2 separate regions of the Mus musculus genome follow, and region 1 is linked to region 2. Evidence: chromatin contacts called from public Hi-C data. All regions are on one chromosome and are shown on one strand. The core of a region is the stretch at or near the end of the contact, and the rest is flanking DNA. Distances in the headings are between cores, read along the strand shown. Region 1 has its middle 12 kb from the start of Gm33831. Region 2 has its middle 14 kb from the start of Gm33638.

Evidence for each region. A called contact is a pair of places that touch in the nucleus more often than the background predicts.
Region 1: a contact with region 2 is called in a Hi-C map of nephron progenitors, with 3 times the contacts expected there. The contact joins two enhancer-like sites. A contact is called at or near these places in 1 of 15 datasets of contacts at CTCF or cohesin (CD8 T cells), 20 of 484 Hi-C or Micro-C datasets (the Ba/F3 cell line, CD8 T cells, Sertoli cells and 7 more) and 6 of 115 datasets of contacts at active chromatin or transcription factors (CD8 T cells, T-cell acute lymphoblastic leukemia, astrocytes and 3 more).

Annotation. Positions count from the first base shown.
Region 1 is chr8:34,395,773-34,401,070 of GRCm38.p6, forward strand. No RefSeq gene overlaps it. Among named protein-coding and RNA genes, the nearest start is that of Gm33831, 12 kb to the left of the region's middle. Within about 2 kb of position 3,834, at least 35 of the 459 cell types and tissues checked have an H3K27ac peak or open chromatin away from gene starts, as enhancers often do. A contact at or near this core is called in nephron progenitors, where this site is marked.
Region 2 is chr8:34,184,640-34,189,497 of GRCm38.p6, forward strand. No RefSeq gene overlaps it. Among named protein-coding and RNA genes, the nearest start is that of Gm33638, 14 kb to the left of the region's middle. Within about 2 kb of position 1,717, at least 7 of the 459 cell types and tissues checked have an H3K27ac peak or open chromatin away from gene starts, as enhancers often do. A contact at or near this core is called in nephron progenitors, where this site is marked.

The DNA.
Region 1 (5,298 bases), core at 2,584-5,083, 210 kb after region 2:
ATACTGTTTATTGGCTTATCCTCATAACTCCCTCAGCCTGTTTTACTGTGGACCCAGAACCACCAGACCCGGGGTCGTACCACCCATAGTGAGCTGGACCCTCCCACACTCTCTCATCAACCGAGAAAATGCACCATAGGGGTATCCGCAGGCCATTCTGGTGGGGACATCGTCTCCATTGAGGTTGGCTCTTTTTGTGCTTATGTTGTTAGTTATTTATCATGACTTTTTAGCCTATAAAACAGAGATGAGCTGTCCTTTCTTTGCTTCTATGACATATGTATACACACATCATACAGCCCTCTCCCCACACTTCTTTTGACCTTCTACCCTTGTAGTTTGGTTATATTGTAATTTTGATTTATACACTGAATGAATTGTTTACACTAAATGGATCCATAGGTGCTTTATACACATGAAGTCATACCGTAAACTTTGATTTACATCAAAGTTCTCCCTATGTGGGGATTGTGTACCTGTAGAATCAGTCACTCATGGATACAAAGTATTCAGGGAAAAGCTGCATGTGTATTTGAACACGTGTAGACTATGTGGTCCCTCTTCTCTGTTCTCTGAGCAGTGCAGCACACCTAATCTTTACATTGCATCAATTGGACCCATAATCTAGAAATGAGTTTTGAAGATTTGAGTAGGCTGCATGCATATGTTATACCATTTTTATAGGGAATCTGAATATCTGCCGTTCCAAGGGCTATGCTAGGATCCATCCCCCAGTGTCACCAAGGTGTGGCAGTACTGTCCTTCTGAACCAATTTTCCTGTAGTAAATAATTGCCTTGGGTATTACACGTGTGTAAGTCTGTGTATGCAACATTCAACATATTATAAGCCAGGGAAAAATTATATTACTACCCTGCCAAAGGTTTCATGAGTCCAAACCAGTTTATAAGCTTTGTAAATCTGGCTGGGAGTTGGTCTTAATTCATATGTTATTCTGTTTAATGTTGAAATTATTATTTTTTTCTATTATTTCTATTAGTTTTTAAGGGACCTCTAGCAGCTCCTAAAACTTTCCAGGGTAAGACTTATCTGTGAAAATACTTATGGAGAAATATATCTCGTACAGTCCAAAACCAGATGTCCCTGACACATCCCTCTCCCATGCTCAACTCATCTCTTCATTCACAGTCAGAGCTAACCTGAAAATTAAGCTCTTGTATACACCACAGTGGAAGGACCTGCTGCCATTGTGGAGGGCTGTCAGGCTTTGGCTCTGAGAGTGAAATGGCTTGTGCCGCTACCTTAACCTCTGTATTCTGTCTGCAGTGGACAAGAGTGCTTTCAGAACAGGATCATTTGGTGCCTTTCCCACCATCATTTCCAACCAAGGCCTAGCATTATAGGAAGCAGCATCCTGGAGAAATTTAACAGAATCCTAAGGACAGGAACCCAAGCCATAGGCAAGAAAAAAATACAAAAAACCTAAACCTTCGAGGTCCCTGTTTTTGCTATTGGGGTCTTTCTTCTCACTTCCAAACCACCATGTCTATAGGGAGCCAGAGACACTCTTCCTCCTCCTCTTCTTTGAAATTGTAAAATAAGAAGATATATTATAGATGGGTATTTTGCCTGCTCGTATATCTGTGCACTATGTGCATGCAGTGCCCACAGAGTCCAGAAGAGGGCGTTGTATCTTTCTGGACCTGAAATTAAAGATGGTTGTGAGCTGCCTCGTGGGTGCTGGGATTTGAACTGTGTTCTCTGCCAGAGTGGCCTGTGCTCTTTATTGTTGAGCCATCAGCTCTCCAGTCCCAGTAATGTCCTTGTTTTCAAATAGCGAGGTTGTTTCTTTCCCTACTAAGATAAGCGACCCAGATTTCAAAACTGACTTCTGACTGTGCTTTCACTTTGCCCCTAAGGACTCTCCCTCCCTTCTTAGAGTCTGGGGTGTGTGTGTGTGTGTGTGTGCGCGCGCGCGCGCACGTCCCTGATGAAACTCCTAGCCTTCTGCTAGAGCCCAGAACGGAACACAATACTTCCCAGGGTAACTGGCAGAGGAAAGATTTGATGAACCCGCTTCTCCCTGGGCAGTGCCATGGTTATCTGGGAAAGAGAAGGTTCACAAGCACCTTGTCAAAGAGCCCCTTACTATCCTTTGTCCTTTGCAGAACTGCATCTCAGTGTTCAGTTGCCAGCATGAATGGCTGTGGTTACAGGAGCGAGAGGCGGTGGGAGGAGGGTGTTTAGCCGCTTCTGGTCCCAGCGCCCCCCCCCCCCCCCCGCAGCGGTGTGAGAGGTTTTTGACTCTGCACGTGCTGAGAGCTTTTATCTCTAGAAGCCACTTGAGGTTGTTCAGGAGGCTTGATTAGAGAAAGGTGAACGGTTGCCAAGGCAACCTCCCTTTGATTCATTCATAGAATGGGAATTGAAATATTTAAGAGAGAGCCGAAAATAATGGCCACATGAGAGCAACCCACACATATCCTGCTCAGGAAACGTGGGCCGTTGAGACAAAGAACACAGAGGTTTGAATGTGTACAATCAGGCTTACCTGGTGTCTGCATTTTCCGTGAGTAACCCCAAGCCCCCACACCCCATTTCATACATACACACATGCATCAGCCTGGCATAGGGAATATTTTAGCGTGTCAACTTACTCTTTAGTGCCACAAGTCACAGCTTTGCTATGACAGTTGGCATGAAAATGTAAGTTTTCTCTCTGTGAATATGTCACCTGGCTTTCTACCAGATCTTTAAGATTTATTTATTTTTATTTGATGCATATGTGTAAATGCCTGCATGTTTATATGTGTGTAGCACATGTGTGCAGGTGCCTGTGGAGCCCAGACACTGTCAGATCTCCTGGAACTGCAATTAACGGCCATTGTGAGTTGCTTGGTGGGAATGCTGGGAACTGAACTCAGGTCCTCTGCAGAGGCGGCAACTGCTCCCACTGAGCTGTCTTTTCAACCCTATTTTCTAGACTTTATTTGCCTCTGGTACAGTTCTACCTGCGCTCTGCAACCTACATCTTGCTTATTTATGCATTTAGCCATCCACTCAACAAGCACTGATCTCCTGTGTGCCAGGCTAATGCACACATACAGCTTGTGTTGGACTTTTGTTTACTGTTGGATGCAGTTCTGGTATTGAGTGCTCCCTGCACAGGCAGGAGAAATGGGTTTTGGGGGCAAGGGTGGGGGAACCCCTCCGGAGCAACCTTTACCCAGGCCGATCAATAGAGCTCAGACTCTTTTTTTTTTTTTTTCTCTCATGAAACACCTCTCACACCACTGCCATTTCAGGCCAGAGCTTCTTTCCCAAGCAGAGCCTTTGCCTGCTAGTCACTGACCCTTGAAACAGCCCTCCTTGTGCATCACTGGCTCCCAGCACTAACCCAGCTCATCCACCCTTGAAGTCCCGATCCACACGCTGTTCTTAGACACAGCAGTTTAGCTCTAAGCCACTCAGCTTGACTTACAAAGTCTATAAAATCGTATATAATGTTCCAGTGAAAACCCCTGATGTTATTCTTTGATTTCAGCTGCTGTTCCCAACAGCCTTATTTTCTCAGAGTGTGAAAACTGACCCTGGTTATTCCTCCTGATTCATGGTTGCACAAACCACCCTACTTATCATGGCTGGTTTTCCCCCTTTGCTGGCCTAGAGCCATCACCTCGTTGTTACCCATCCCTCAAGACCTCCGAGCGAACCTCTCACTAATTATTTTTCAGTATTCACCATCCTCTTCTCCATAGGCATAGTAGTTTTTCTGGAACTGTGGCTTCCAGGACAAAGATCACACATCCCCGTTGTTCACTCCTTGCTCCTTTGTATGGCTGGGTTGTGAGCGGAGTGTGCGCTTTCTGAGCTACGTGGAGGTGTAATTATACACAGATGGCAGGCCACAAAGAGGGAAGGAGTCTTGTTTGCCAACAGCATGGGGCTAGAAATTTATAGGTAAGGGATTAGAGAAATCACTTGCTGGCTTGCCTAAGCCTTGGGAACATGTGTTTCGGTTGTGACAGATTTGTAGACGAATCTACACATATTCAAGAAGATATCCTGGGGATTTTCTCCTTTAAACTCTCATCGTGGCCATGAAAGTCTGGGGTGTATTGATTTTTTTCCCCTTAGCTGTAGCCTTATTCATTTTCCATCACGAGCAAGGAAGACAGGGACCTTATCACTAGACCTTAGGGCAGGGGTTCTCAACCTGTGGTGCTCTACCCCCTTGGGAGTTTAAACAACTCTTTTACAGGAGGTTGCATATCAGATATTTACATTGCAGTTCATAGCAGTAGAAAAATTACAGTTGTGAAGTAGCAACAAAAATAATTTTATGATTAGGCAGAACGTCACCACAACATGAAGAACTGTACTAAAGGATCATAGCATTAAGAAGGTTGAGAACCACTGCCTTAGGGTATAATTTTTAAATCCAATAATATATTCTTGCACAGAAAAAAACAAAAACAAAACCCTAGTTACAAGTTAGAAGACCTGGGTTCTAGTGTTTCTTCATATTGACTGCATGCCTGGAGAGTACCTTTGAGACTTTCTAGGACTTGGTGTTTTGAACTGCTTGTAGGAATGTAAATTGTATCTCGGATGAGACAGTTGGTGTGTGAATGTTTTGTTAACTGCAGAGTAATGCATATTGCTTACACAGTTCCACTTCAACATCCATTATCACACTTTTTTACATTGTCATATACAAATGACCAACGATATCAGAAGGTTGCTGTCTAACCGTCCCCACTAGTCATTGACCAAATGACCCAGTGGTGAGTTACTAATTATTCAAATGAATGGAACACTTTCTGGATAGGAATACTTTTTACATATGTGTGCATGGCAGGGCGAGGTCCAGTCCATGCTTGCTCTTTGGTTGGTGGTTCAGATCCTGAGAGCCCCCAAGGGTCCAGGTTAGTTGACTCTGTTGGTCTTCCTGTCGAGTCCCGGTCCTCTCCCCCTATCCCCTCTCCCACGCAGATCCCTCCCTCCCTCCACCTCCAATGACTATTTTATTTCCCCTTCTGAGAAAGCCCCCCCCCACAAGCATATATAGCAGATGTGCAGCTTGGTCCTTCATGTGGGTCCCCCATATGAAGCAGAGGTTGTCCTTGAATTTGTCCTCTGCTTGGGGATCCTGTTCCTCTAACTGGGCCACCTTGCATGGCATCAGTGAGAGAGGTTGTTGCCTAGTCCAGCAGTGGCTGGTGTGCTGGTGTGTGTGTGTGTGTGTGTGTGTGTGTGTGTGTATGTGTGTGTGTGTGTGTGTTGTGATGGGGGGTCTCCCCCTTCTCAGAGAAGAAGAGGAGGGCAGAACAGGGGG
Region 2 (4,858 bases), core at 467-2,966:
CCAGAAGATGAGTGGCTTTTTGTTCCTGTGGGTGAGGAACATGGGAGAGATGACTCACCTTAGGCAATATGAGACCTTTAATTCTCTGGGTGTCCTCTATTTGTCCACAGTTTAGGCTGAGCCCTGGCAGCAGGCAAGACAATGGAGAAGTCTTTCTTAGTAGTTATCATAGCACAATCCAGGTACAGTCCTTTGTCGCTGTGCCCATGTCTTCTTGGAGACCTTTGGGGGGGGGGCAGTCACTGTTAGAATTTGGGAGTTTCTGTCTGTTATCATAAGCTTAAGCATTTAATGTTACATTTAGCAGATTTCTGACAAGATTGAGTGCTAGTATCTATTAAGCATATCTGAATTAGACAGTCTGTGTCTGTTTTTAATTATTTGCTCTAGATTGTATCTAGCAAACAAAGATTATAACATTATAACTTAGTAGCAAAAACAAGGCTGAACATTTCTTTAAGGCAGTGGTCTTTAACTTTTCTGCTGTTGTAAATCTTTACAGTAGTATTAAATTAAATTATTATTTATCAAGGTAGGATAGAAACCACATGAAAATTTTATCTTAGTTGAAAAGTGTCTTTGGAGACTTTAAGCCAGGCTGTTCTCCTAAAGATTTTGTGTAAAGTGGGGACTTCCCATAACAAAGATGGTGAGACTGCTTTCAATCAAGATGGTATTGAAGCTACAGCCAGCCATGTGACTGCCCTTAGCTAAGATGGCATCAAAGCTATCTCTCTCTGCCTGTGGTAGAAAGCCATGTGTTTGTCATACCTTAGAATGGAGAAGAAAAAATGTGTAGCCCAGGTTGGCCTCGAACTCATGATCCCCCTGCCTCTGCCTCCTTCAGCAAATCCTACTGGCGATTTGCAAAACACATGAAACTCAAGAAGAACGAAGATCAAAGTGTGGAGACTTCGACCCTTCTTAGAACCCGGAAGGAGTTACAGAGACAAAGTTTGGAGCTGAGACGAAAGGATGGACCATCCAGAGACTGCCCCACCTGGGGATCCATCCCATAATCAGCCACCAAATGCAGACACTATTGCATACACCAGCAAGATTTTGCTGAAAGGACCCTGATATAGCTGTCGCTTGTAAGGCTGTGCCAGTGCCTGGCAAACACAGAAGTGGATGCTCACAGTCAGCTATTGGATGGAACACAGGGCCTCCAATGGAGGAGCTAGAGAATGTACCCAAGGAGCTAAAGGGGTCTGCAACCCTATAGGTGGAACAACAATATGAACTAACCAGTACCCCAGGAGCTTGTGTCTCTAGCTGCGTATGTAGCAGAAGATGGCCTAGTCGGCCATCATTGGGAAGAGAGGCCCATTGGACTTGCAACTTTATATGCCCCAGTACAGGGGAACGCCAGGGTCAAGAAGTGGGAGTGGGTGAGTAGGGGAGTAGAGATGGGGGAGGGTATAGGAGAATTTCGGGATAGCATTTGAAATGTAAATGAAGAAAACAACTAATAAAAAATTGGAAAGAAAAAAAAAGAATGGGAAGACATTTATTTATCAAAGCGTGGCTATGTGTCAGCAGAGACAAAGAGACAAATAGACATGGTTTGTCTGGTACCCAGGGCCTTATGTGTATGTGAGGAGATCTCCCCCGTCACCAAAGGCAGTCTCTGGTGCCACTGTGTTGGCACAGTGCAGCAGGTCTAAGTGGAGTACAGGGATTTCTTCTCCTGCTACAGCTGGTTTAGAGCTGGTGCAGACCAGATTGGAAAGAAATCTGAGATAAAAATTCCCCAGGAAGTAGAAACGTAAGACTGCCTGCTGGAGCAAACAGCTGGCAGCGGTGGTGGTGGCAGAGTGAGTTAAGTCTGAAACAATATCTGGAGGGTACTGCTCAGAGTCAAAGGCAGGGAGCTGAGAGCAGAGGGTGAGGTAGCTGGATCCAAGGAATAAAGCAGTTGGGAGAGAAGGTGGATTAAAAGCCTGGACATAGAATACCTTCCGTTTTTCTGGATTGCTGGCAAGAAGTAAAAGTGCTTTTTTTTTTTCTTTTTTTTTAAGTGCCATTAAGCAGCCATTTAGAGTTATTATCTAGTGGGTATTGGGGCCAAATTTAGTGTGTGACTTTGGAAGCCTTTAAGACCAGGAGGCGTCTCAGTAGAGCCTGGAAGTAGCTGCTAAGACAGTCCCTTTGAGTGAGAGCAGAAGATATTAAAATTACCCCTCGCCACTTACCGAAGGTAAATTAATAACTCAGAACAAAACGGGCAGCCAGGCTAGATTATCAAGTTGTCACGAGGTGACCTAGGGGCTAAGCTGCGGGGCCAGTGTCCAAGGGGGTCTGGTTTACCTAAGCCTAGGATTTTCCAGCAGCTAGCATGACTATGGTACCTCTATCCCCAAGGACACCAGAGGGTGCCTGTGAGCTCTACAGCCCTTCCTTGGGACCAGGGGCCATTTACACTGACCGATGGGGGAAGCTGACCAATTTGCTGGTGTTTGGATGGAGAGGTCTGGTGATCTGATGGCTGGAAAGTCCATGCGGCAGCGGGAAATGTGAACCTGCGAGTTTGTAAATCTGAGTCAAGACACCAAATGATGTGTTTTATAAAACCCAGGATATGTTTTATAGAGCGCGGAATGGTGCGGTGGGAGGGGATACCTCAGTGGGTCCATGTTGAGGCACCCCTTCCCCGAAGTACCAGCCATACAACAGGTACAGTATAGAATAGAGTTTATTTGGGGGCATGGGAAGGGGAGTTGAGAAGGGAGAAGGGTGTAGAAACAGAAGGGAGGAGGGGGGGGCAAGGGGGGAAGAGGGTGGACAGGAACATTGGGGAGTGGGGAGGGGAAGGGGAGAGAGGGAGAAAAGGGTCTGAGAGGAAAAAGAGTCAGAGAGGGAAGGGAGGCCAAGCAGTCCCTTTTATAGCAAGCCCCGCCTACCTAGCTGTTGCTAGGTAACTGTTGGGTGGAGCCTAGAAGGACTGCTAACTCCTGTAGATCAGGTCTCACTCAGAAAAACTTCTTCCTGCAGATAGAAGCTAATACAGAGACCCACAGCTAGACAATGTGCAGAGAGTGAGAGATCTTGGCATATTCAGTCCTAAATAGGATGTCTTCATCAAACTCCTCCTCTTAGGGCTCAGCGAACTCTGCAGAAGAGGAGGTAAAAGCAGAATAAAAGGCAGACACTAAGGAAACAGTGCCTTCCAGATACAGTAGGACACACATATGAACTCACAAGAGACTGGGCCAGGCATGCGCAGAGCCTGCACAGATCAGACATCTGCCTAAGACAGATGGGGTCTTAGCACGGAGAGGGGAACTGGATAAGAGACTCCCATCCCTAACCCAGAAGCTATGTCCAATTGGCAACCTCTTGAGAAGAAGAACTAGTGTTTGCTGACGGCCTCTCACGGAGTGTAGAAACCACACTAAAGTGCTGGTCCCGTGCCCGGCTGTAGACGGCTAACACAGAACGAACTCAGTGGTCTCTCTGCAGATGTTTTGGAGAGATCACATAGTGCTTAGTTTGGACCTATGTTACCCTCCTGGTCTTGTGCTTATATATTATGGTTTCTGATTTTTGTGGTTTTATGAGTTTCATGTGTATAAGTTTGTGTAAGCTTCTCTGTGTGTACAGTGTATATGGTTTTTTGGGCTCTCTTTCTGTTTGTTTTCTTTTAGTCTGGATATATATATGTTTGTTTTCTAAAAAGAGAGAAAGAAGTCATGGAGTTGGATGGATGGGGAGGTGGGGTGGGAGGATCTGGGAGGAGATGAAGGGAAGGAAGCCATGAGAAAATACTGTATAAAAACCATACTTTCAATTAAATAAAAAAGAAGGGAAAAGTATATCACATATTTTGACCATATTCTCCTTCTCCAGCCTTCATCTTTCTCCTCCCTGACCCTCCCTTGTTCCCATTACTTTCCTTCTTTCCTCGAGGCTCCGGAAGGATGAAACTTTGTTAAAAGAAACTCAGTCTCTGGAGAAAGACAACTTCCAAGTGTTAAATCTGTGTTTTTTTTTTTTTTTTTTTTTAAAAGTCCACTAGCTAGGCATTTCCTCAGTGTGATACATGTTCAATTACTCGTTTTTTAGCATTGCCTAATTTAGATAAGGTTTTACCAGAAAGCCACGGAAAAGCTATGATTTCAGCATTTCAAATGGCCTGTGCCTCTGTAGCGGAAGTATCCCATTTCGCAAGTGATCATTAAGGACAGGAACAGGGTGAATTTGTTAGTCAGTCACCGAGCTCCTCATTAGTGAGCTAGCTAGTAAGGTGGCCTGCTGAGTGATTAGGAGGAAAGATGGAGAGAGGAATTGCATACTTCCAGATCCGATCTTGTTAATACTGGATAGCTGATTAATAACTGCGGAGAAAAGAAAGGTCCTTCTGGATGGCCCACAGGGAGCAATACCTAATTAGAGGAAGCTTCCCCTGCCAAACACAGCTGCTGCCTACGGGTTGATGCATAACCTTGTGACATCGCGCTTGGAACTGAGCCTAACTCTTGCCCCTTTCTCCCGGAGTGTGCCGGTATGATTCACCGATGGGAAGAGCGGTTCTCTGGAGGTGAGCCCTCCTACGCGTGAGCCTCAGATCCCGATGGACTCGTTTTGAATTCACCCTCCCTTGGAGATTGTCAATTAGGTAATCTCTCCTACTCAGGTTTATGATTAAGGTGAATTAGAAAATTAGTGGCACTTAAACTGGTTATGAGAGATGCCTGAGCTTGGGTGGGCCTGACAAGGCATAACTACGCTCTGCAGCACTTCATATGAGCCTTGAACCTTGTCTCCCCCAGCTTCTTGGCTGGGCAGAATTTCATTCCTGTTAATGCTGTCATTGATAGAGCAGCTAATTGTTAACTCAAAGGACAAGGAGGGGGAG